2 separate regions of the Hordeum vulgare genome follow, and region 1 is linked to region 2. A link is a contact called in public Hi-C data. All regions are on one chromosome and are shown on one strand. Each heading gives the region's core, a stretch centred on a gene start, on an enhancer-like site or on the middle of the called end of the contact. The rest is flanking DNA. Distances are from core to core; before and after follow the strand shown. Region 1 has its middle 7.5 kb from the start of LOC123430152. Region 2 holds the start of LOC123430151.

The links. A called contact is a pair of places that touch in the nucleus more often than the background predicts.
Region 1: a contact with region 2 is called in a Hi-C map of seedling, with 3 times the contacts expected there. The contact joins the enhancer-like site here to the promoter of LOC123430151 in region 2. A contact is called at or near these places in 3 of 6 Hi-C or Micro-C datasets (leaf and seedling).

Annotation. Positions count from the first base shown.
Region 1 is chr2H:395,800,691-395,804,856 of MorexV3_pseudomolecules_assembly, reverse strand. No RefSeq gene overlaps it. Among protein-coding and RNA genes, the nearest start is that of LOC123430152, 7.5 kb to the left of the region's middle. Within about 2 kb of position 2,411, at least 3 of the 3 cell types and tissues checked have open chromatin away from gene starts, as enhancers often do. A contact at or near this core is called in leaf and seedling, where this site is marked.
Region 2 is chr2H:395,664,430-395,668,245 of MorexV3_pseudomolecules_assembly, reverse strand. LOC123430151 reads right to left here and starts at 1,932. Exons shown (of 2, transcript XM_045114051.1): 1 at 1,188-1,932; 2 at 753-1,085. The coding sequence starts at 1,749. The coding sequence ends at 1,003.

The sequences.
Region 1 (4,166 bases), core at 1,162-3,661, 140 kb before region 2:
TAAACAACAATTAATCTACATCAATAAAGCATATAATAGAAGCATGTACACTAAGATAGCATGTTAAGCGCATCCAAGACGTGGAAAATTAGCCCTAAAATCAAAATTTTGAGCCCTTTTTAGGCTTAAAATACGTTTTAAATGAAAAACTGACTGTTTCAGGCCCAAAATGGGCTGCCAGCCTGGTGCACTCACCAACTAGCCCGACTCCGCCCTCTTTTTTCTTTTTTATAAACAGAGGGCCAAAAAAGCAAGGGCCCAGCCGCTACAGCCCATCAGGTCGGCCTCGCCAGCCAACACGCGGCTCACCGGGACGCTAGGTTTTCCTAGCGCCCGAGTGGGGTGGTGGCGGCTGCACCTGGTCAAGGCCGAGGCGCGCTGGTGTGCTGGCGTCGCGGCGAGGCGAGGGGCACAGTGGTCGACCGGCCAGCAGGGCGCGGCGACCTGGCGCACGACCGGGTAGTCACCAGGGACAGCAGCAGGAGTGGCCGGCGCGCGCGGCTGGCGTGTCCGGCGGGCGCAGGGGGCGCATCTAGCTACGACGTTGGCAGGAAGCGGTGGTGGTGGGGGTGGCCGGCAGCCAGCGCAGCACGCGCGACCGAGGCAGCGACGAGCACAGCCGAGGCGGTCGGGCGGCTGGTCGGCCAGCAGGACGTGACGAGCGATGGACGTGTCCGGTGCGGCCAGCGGCGGGAGTGTTCGGGCGCTCGGGGCCTGCAGCAGGCGGGGTCGGGGGCGGCTCCGATGCCAGTAGGGCCAGGGCACCGGCGCGGCAGGAATGAGCGACGGGCGTGGCCGGGCGCTCGTGGCCAGGCGCGGCCGGTGTAGCGGGCCTGGCCAGGCGCGGCGGGCACGACGAGGTGCGGCATTGGCCTGTGGCTGGTGCGGTCGGCGCGACGGACGAAGCAGTAGGCGCGCAGCGACTGCGGGCACGACCGGGGCCAGACGGGCGGGCGTGGCCGGGACCAGCCAGCCGAGGTCTCCAGCAGCGGGAGCTGCCTGGCGCGGCGGCCAGCACGACCATGGTGACGACGACGGCTGTGTGCGTCGGCTCGGGAAGATGAGAATATCTTTGAAAAGTGCCGACCAGCGAGACGACACGTGCACACAACTGATGCATCGTGGCAGTGTCGTGCTCGTCGGGAGCATGAGCACCATCTTCCTATATGTAGTGACTCGAGATCGATTCACATTGGCGGACGACAACCAGTCCGCCGCGATCTCGCGGGAAAAACATACATCGTAGGTAAAACTAATCTGAAAAATTACAAAAATGGAATCACAATGATAATGGGAATCCATTTTTTGCAAAGAAAATTCGGATCCATACCTCCGCGAGAACGACGAAAGCCCTCTCGATGCAGGCTTGATGCGAGCTTGACGAAAAGTTGGTGGAGCGATGCGTGCTGATAACGTCTTTCACAACTCCTGCCGGCGAGTCCGGTCCAAGGTTGCGGAGCGAAAATAGCGTCGTAGTCGATTACGCGTACATACAAAAAGTAAAATTGACACAAAAAAGTAGAGGGAAGTCTTTCTTTATTCATCATTGATAAGTGTTCTGTACAATGGGGTGCTCTCCTCTTTATATAGCTATAAGGGGTGGCGGATAAGTATCCACTTTAATGTGGAGTGAAGAAACTTGGTCTATAATGAACCAATGACTTATTTCATACAAGGCCCAAGTTTTTCAGCAAGTATGCTTAACAATCGTTAGATTATTAATCCGACTATTAATATTCCTAATTGGATGTGCATTCTCGTGCCTTTTATAATACAGATAAAAGTCAACGATCAACTCGATGTGATTAACGGTCGCTGCTCCACCAGTCAATCTCCATAGAGTAAACGAACACATAGCTAGGCCGGCCCATTGACTTCCGTGCATCAGGACCAGTTAGATCAATTGGGTGTTGTATACGGAGAAACCCTATTAAGCGCCACAGGCGCCAGCTAAAGGCAAATTTTGTTAACCGGCGCCTGCAGCATTCCGTATGGTCCGGCCCATTTAGACATCAGGTCTGTGTTTTATCCCATGAACTTTTTTCGGAATCGATGATTTGTTTAAAAAATCGGTGAACTTTTTAAAAGTCATTGATTTTTTTTAAATCCATGAGCTTTTTGGAAAATCGGAAAACATAATTTAAAATTTGTAAACTTTTTTTCAAATTCAGTGACTGTTTTTAAAAACCGATGAACTTTTTTTTGAAAATCGATAAATTCTTTTTTGAATCCTGCGAACTTTTTGCAAATACATAAACATATTTCGGAAATCGGTGAACTTTTTTTATAGACATTGAACTATTTTCGCAAATCTGATTTTTTTTAATTCTATGAACACATTTAATATGAGCCGGCCCACGAGAAGGAGCATGCAGGCGCGGGTTTATCTAGCGGACGGTTAAGGCGCCGCATAGGACCTGCCTTGTATAGGTGCTATCCAGTTCTGTGAAGTGCATGGATAAATCCAGATACATACATACCCACTTTTAAAAATATATTTTTAAATGCTAAAAGATATGAAAAAGGTTACACGGGTACTTCTCCATGTTTGACGTACACGTATAAAGTTGCACGGAAAAATATCTTTTTGTAGCCTGTGCAGAAAAAACAAAAGATTGTCTCGTGAAATGCTATTTAGAAGCATTGACATTTGTGTTTTCTGCATAGACAAAAAAAACAATATTTCTTCACAAAACTGTGCACACACGTTTAAGAACATGTATGCATGAAATTTTCTGTTGTTTTTTACATTTTTAAACGAGATTAAAATGCATCTTTTGAAAATTGGGTGCATTTTTCCATGGTCATGGATGCCCCCTCATCTAGTTCTCCCCTGTATATACTTTGGGTCACAGTGGTCCCATTGATAGGAAACTCTTAGAGAAATGCTTCCTCCTAAACTAATATAAAAGTATTTAAAACATTAATCTAATTCTTTTATATTAGTTTACAAAGGGAGTAGTTAGTTAGCGTCGCACGTGAAATAACAGATATCGACATTACTTTTGCAAAATAGTTTGGGCGTCATGAAAAAGGCAAGCGCCAAGAGTTAAATATAGTAATGGCGATTTTAGCAAACACCCTGTAACTTTTACTAAATATCACAAGCGTTTCCCTAGCGAGCAACGCCTCTGGTTCTTGATGTTGCAACGACGAGGATCTTGTCCATCCATGTTGCACTAGAGGAGGAAAATATTTATGGCGTTGGCTGTTGGGTGAAAGCCTTTGCTAACTTACCCATCAAATTCGAAAGAAATCTCATAATGCTTGAATATATTAATGCAAAGTAAACTTTTGGCATATGAACATGTGCAAAACAAAGTTAAACTAGACTATATAGACATATATAACTTACATTACTTGCATAGATCGGCCGCCAAAATATACCACGTTTGCCAAATTTGATCATCAACTTTCACGTCATCGTCATATCTCCAAAATGTGGGACCCGGATTTAGAAAGCATAGGCTTCTGGACACCTCTTATCATTATCCTCCAATCTTGCTTTGAGATTTGTGTTACACAACTAACTTACTATATGGAATTTTTTCTTTTTTGTTTCTTCAAAACAAAACAACATATGAACTTCAAACTTTGAAGTACAACAAATCATTCTAACTACAATGTAGGAAAACACTTTCACATTTTTTGGTCCGACATAAATATACAAAATGAGATTTTTTTAGTAGAAGATATTGTTTTCAGTATATATGTTTCATAAAAAAATCTGAAAGTTTTTTCCCACATTCTAGTTAGAATATTTCGTTGTCCTCCAAAGTTTGAAGTTCATATGTTATTTTATTTGGAAGAAACAAAAAAAGACGGTGCTTGCACGAATTGCGATGCAGAAATGAATGGCGAGATAAGGGGATGTAGGAAAGCATGTGCTTTCTAAAATGTTAACCCCAAAATGTGCCACAACTAGCTAGTTGCATGCTTTAGAGCGGTGAAGGAGACCGCAACAGCCCCATGTGTGTGTCGTGTGCTAGGCATCGCTCGTCATCGACGATCCATCTCCTCTCGTCGGTCGGCCGGCGCACGACCATTGAAGGCACCTATGGGCCTAGAGCGTAGGGCCAGAGTAGTCATGAATGAAGGCCGCCATAGCGGCAGCCATGGTCGTGTGGGCGGCGTGTTGGGGAACGTCGTATCCGAAACAAAATAAT
Region 2 (3,816 bases), core at 683-3,182:
TTTTGAAGTATTTTTTTGCAAAATCAATGTACTTCGTTTTTTCAAAAATCAGTGAATCTTTTCAGAGCCTGCAGGGTCTTCAAACTATTTGATGGGCCGGCCCAACATGGTGCGCTGCAGGTGCCAGGAGGGCAAAACCGACGCCTGCAGCGCCGTATAGGAGTTCCCATAGAATCCCTCAAGGGATACCGTACGATGGGTGCCACCTAGCCAGATCTCGGAGGACATTTGAGAGCGTCCGTTTAAGGGTCGATGTTTGGAGGTGCCCAATAGGCCACGTCTCTTTATTTTTATTTTGCGGGGGGAGGCCAGGCTTGAGAATCCATAAAAAAGATTGTTTTATCTCACATGAGCGATTCGCGCTAAGTCCAATCAAAAGCATACATTTTATGATGGATGATGAGAAAATCATGTGATTTGAGTTATGGACAAGTAATTCACAGTTTACATGCATACTTAACCAACATCTTCAGCAGTCAGAGGCGCACGTACTATACCGAAACGCCCAATTTAATTTCAGATATTCAGTGTTGTATTACATATGCACATCTAAAGTCTGAAACCGAAATTCGATCGGTCCAACTTTTCTCCCCTACAATCTGTACAAAACAAATTAATGGTGGATTTCGGAGGATATTCGTCCTGCCCCCTTGGGTGAGTGTTTGTGTTTTAGTCGAATATATCTTGCAGCGTGCATGCCTAGTTTTTTATGGCAATGTTTCAGCAAGAGTTAGTGTTTCTAAAGAAGTTGGTGAACAAGAAGAATGTCCTTGCATCAAATGTTGTCCTGTGAATACAGGGAACGGTGCATTAATGTTGCCAACACATACATACAGACTAAACTATGCACAACAACCATGGGCGCGCGTCACCAGAGCAACAAGGTTACGGCGTTGAGTTAATTGCACCACCGGTCATGTCCTCTCCCTCGCCGTCTAATGGAACACTCGGATGTACAGCGGTTCTGCAGGAAGAGTGGTTCAATCAATGTAGCTAGCGTTCTCAGCTGGAGTGCTTCACTGAACAAGCCACTACCTGAGCCCACTGCCTTAGCCTTGTCTTGATAAGCTGCGGGTTCTCGCCGGCTGCATCGGTCAAAGGACCAAACAACCGACCACATAACATAAGCTGATGATTCATTCGGAATCTAGGAAGAAATTAACAAGGAAACGTACAATGTTACTGACCTGGACTGCAAATTTTCAAGGAGTCAAGGAGGGAGGGCTGAGCGGTAGGGCTACCGGCCGGGCTCGGCGTGCCGGAGTGCATGGATGACGAGGATGTCGCCACACAAAGGGATGGCAGCGAACGGCTGCACACCCGCATCTTGGGCTCCGACAGCTGCCGGTTCACGGCGAAATACAGGTCGAGGGCGGGGAGCGTGTCGCAGAGGTTCTGGCCTCCGCTCTCCTCGTTGAAGCCGAAGCCAAGCTCCATGGATCCCTTGAGCTCGTCCAGGTCCTCGTCGGTAACACCATTGGCATTGGTGTGCATGTTAACGCGGTCGGCGTCGTACAGGCCCATGCTGCTCCTCTGCCGTTGTATCTGCCGCCGTCGCTTCTCCCACTTGACCTCCCGGGTGGTCTCCTTCATGGACAGCTGCTTCGACAGCATCCTCTTCTTGTTGGTGTTGTCGGCAGCGGCCGGGTGCGTCCGCGTGACCGCTGGCTCTTGCTCCCTACCAATGAAGAGCGACAATGGTGGTGGACGTGGAACGCTGCGCTTGTGTTCTCTGCCGCTGTTGGCCATTTCTTGTGCAATTGTTTCTCTGTAACGGTGTAATGTGTGTTGGCTATCGAATGCGCCGAGGTTAACGTTGCCTTCCCTCCTCCAAATGGGTGGGCAGATTGCCGCGTCGCAGCAGCTGCCGTATCACGACAGCTGCGGCAGGAGGAAGGAGAGCGGGAATGTTGGGAAGACAAAAAGGGGAGGTGATGCTCCTCTCATATGAAGGTGGGGGGAGGAGAACAACAACCCAAAAATAGGAGTATAACCCCGTTTCATTGACCGAGATGCCTCTTCTACAAAATCGAAATGCTAACCATGCCGGATGGTTGTTGCTAACGGTAGGCCACCCGTGCCATTCGGCTGACTACTTACAGGTCGTAGACCAAGAGGATGCTATTTTAATTTTTATAAGGCTAATCTCGGAACTAGGTATGGATGAAATCTTCCCCTCAAAAAGAAAGGTATGGATGATTATTATTATTTTTTTTTTGCGGGGAAGACATGGAAGAAATCTAACCCAAGTAAAATTCCAAGAGTGCGTATGAGTAAAAAACATAATAAACAAGCAAAGGTTTACTTATCCGTTGATAGAAAAGAGCAGCCAAAAAAATGTAAGTTAACGTCAAACCACGTAGAAAATAGAAAACCAAAAAATCAAGCGTAGGTATAAAGGCACCTTCAAAGCCAACCCACAAATTTTCTCCTTATATGTTCGTGGACATACCGGTCTATGAACACGGATGTAGAAGAACTACATCCAACGCTAATCGTGTACATCCGGCCAATAACTCGAATCAATCGGACAAAATTGATGCACACGATGAATTTTATTTAAGTTCGGATACAATTTACATAAAACGATCGATATTTCGACCGATTAAGTAAAAAACTAGAAAAAACTTAAACCCTATACCGGACGACCACCTCATACGCCGCATCGGTGTCGTCATCGTCGTGGTCCCTTCAGTGCCGGAACCGCTGGAGGGCCGCGACAACCTTGTTCGACGGCTACCTGCCGCTTGCGGACGAGCCGCTCCGCCTCCTGCCGCGCCATGCGGAGTGTCGTCGCACCGAGTGTCGATGTGGCCTTCGGAGCCCTGCCTTGCCGCGACCAGCATTGGCGGAGCAGTCGCTAAGTGAGCACGCCTCGCCTATCTTGGCGAGCTCGCCGTCAAGGCGGTGGCGACGACTCGCAGACGTCTTTGCTGTTGTCACGGAACGGTCGAGTGCCCAAGCCGCGACAAGGTGCGGGTCATTACGGACCCATTTCGGCGCCATGTTCATCTTGGCGAACGTGGTGCAGCGACCGTGCACTGGACCTCGGACACCACAACCCGAGAGCCGGAGGAACCACCGAAACCTTGGCCTCGCGATGCGGCCACGTGCCTTGTCGGTCGCGAACGGCACCTCCTTCTTTATCTGGGGGCGGCAGCGTCGAGGTGGCGACGATGGCCCGTCGATCGGGGCACAGCGGCTGTGCCAGCAGGGGCGTCGCCAATTCCAGCTTCATGCAGCGGAGGCACCGGGGGCACACGAGCTACTTCTTCAGGCGACCGCCGATGAGGACGCTACGGTTAGGCGGTGGGTGATGAGGTGACCTACGAGAGGTAGCGTCACGGACCGGACATTAAGGGCCCACCTATGGTCCCACATCGTCATTAACTCTTTGGACTATAGATGCATTAGGGTGCATATTCATGATCCACAAGGATTCACCAAGTCACTTGGACCATGCTCCACGAGTCGATCTCATACCAACACTCGGATAGAGAAGATGTATGAACGGCGATGGCGCTATAACGTCCAAAGGACATAAAGCCTTGCATGAAGTAATGTCAAGACGGACGTTACCTATAACGCCCTTAGTTAAGACGGCGGCTTCCAATAACACTTATAGTTACTCTCATTTAAAGCCTTTATAATGGCGCTCGGCCGATTGTGGTGCATTCTATATAAGCTACCCCGAGCTCCTAGAGAAGGGTTCAACACACTGTTCTAATCACACCCCTCAGAGAAAACACAATCCTTCGGGCACGCGGCAGAGGGTCTTTACCTCTCCGAGAGGGGCCCGAACTAGCTAAATCCGAG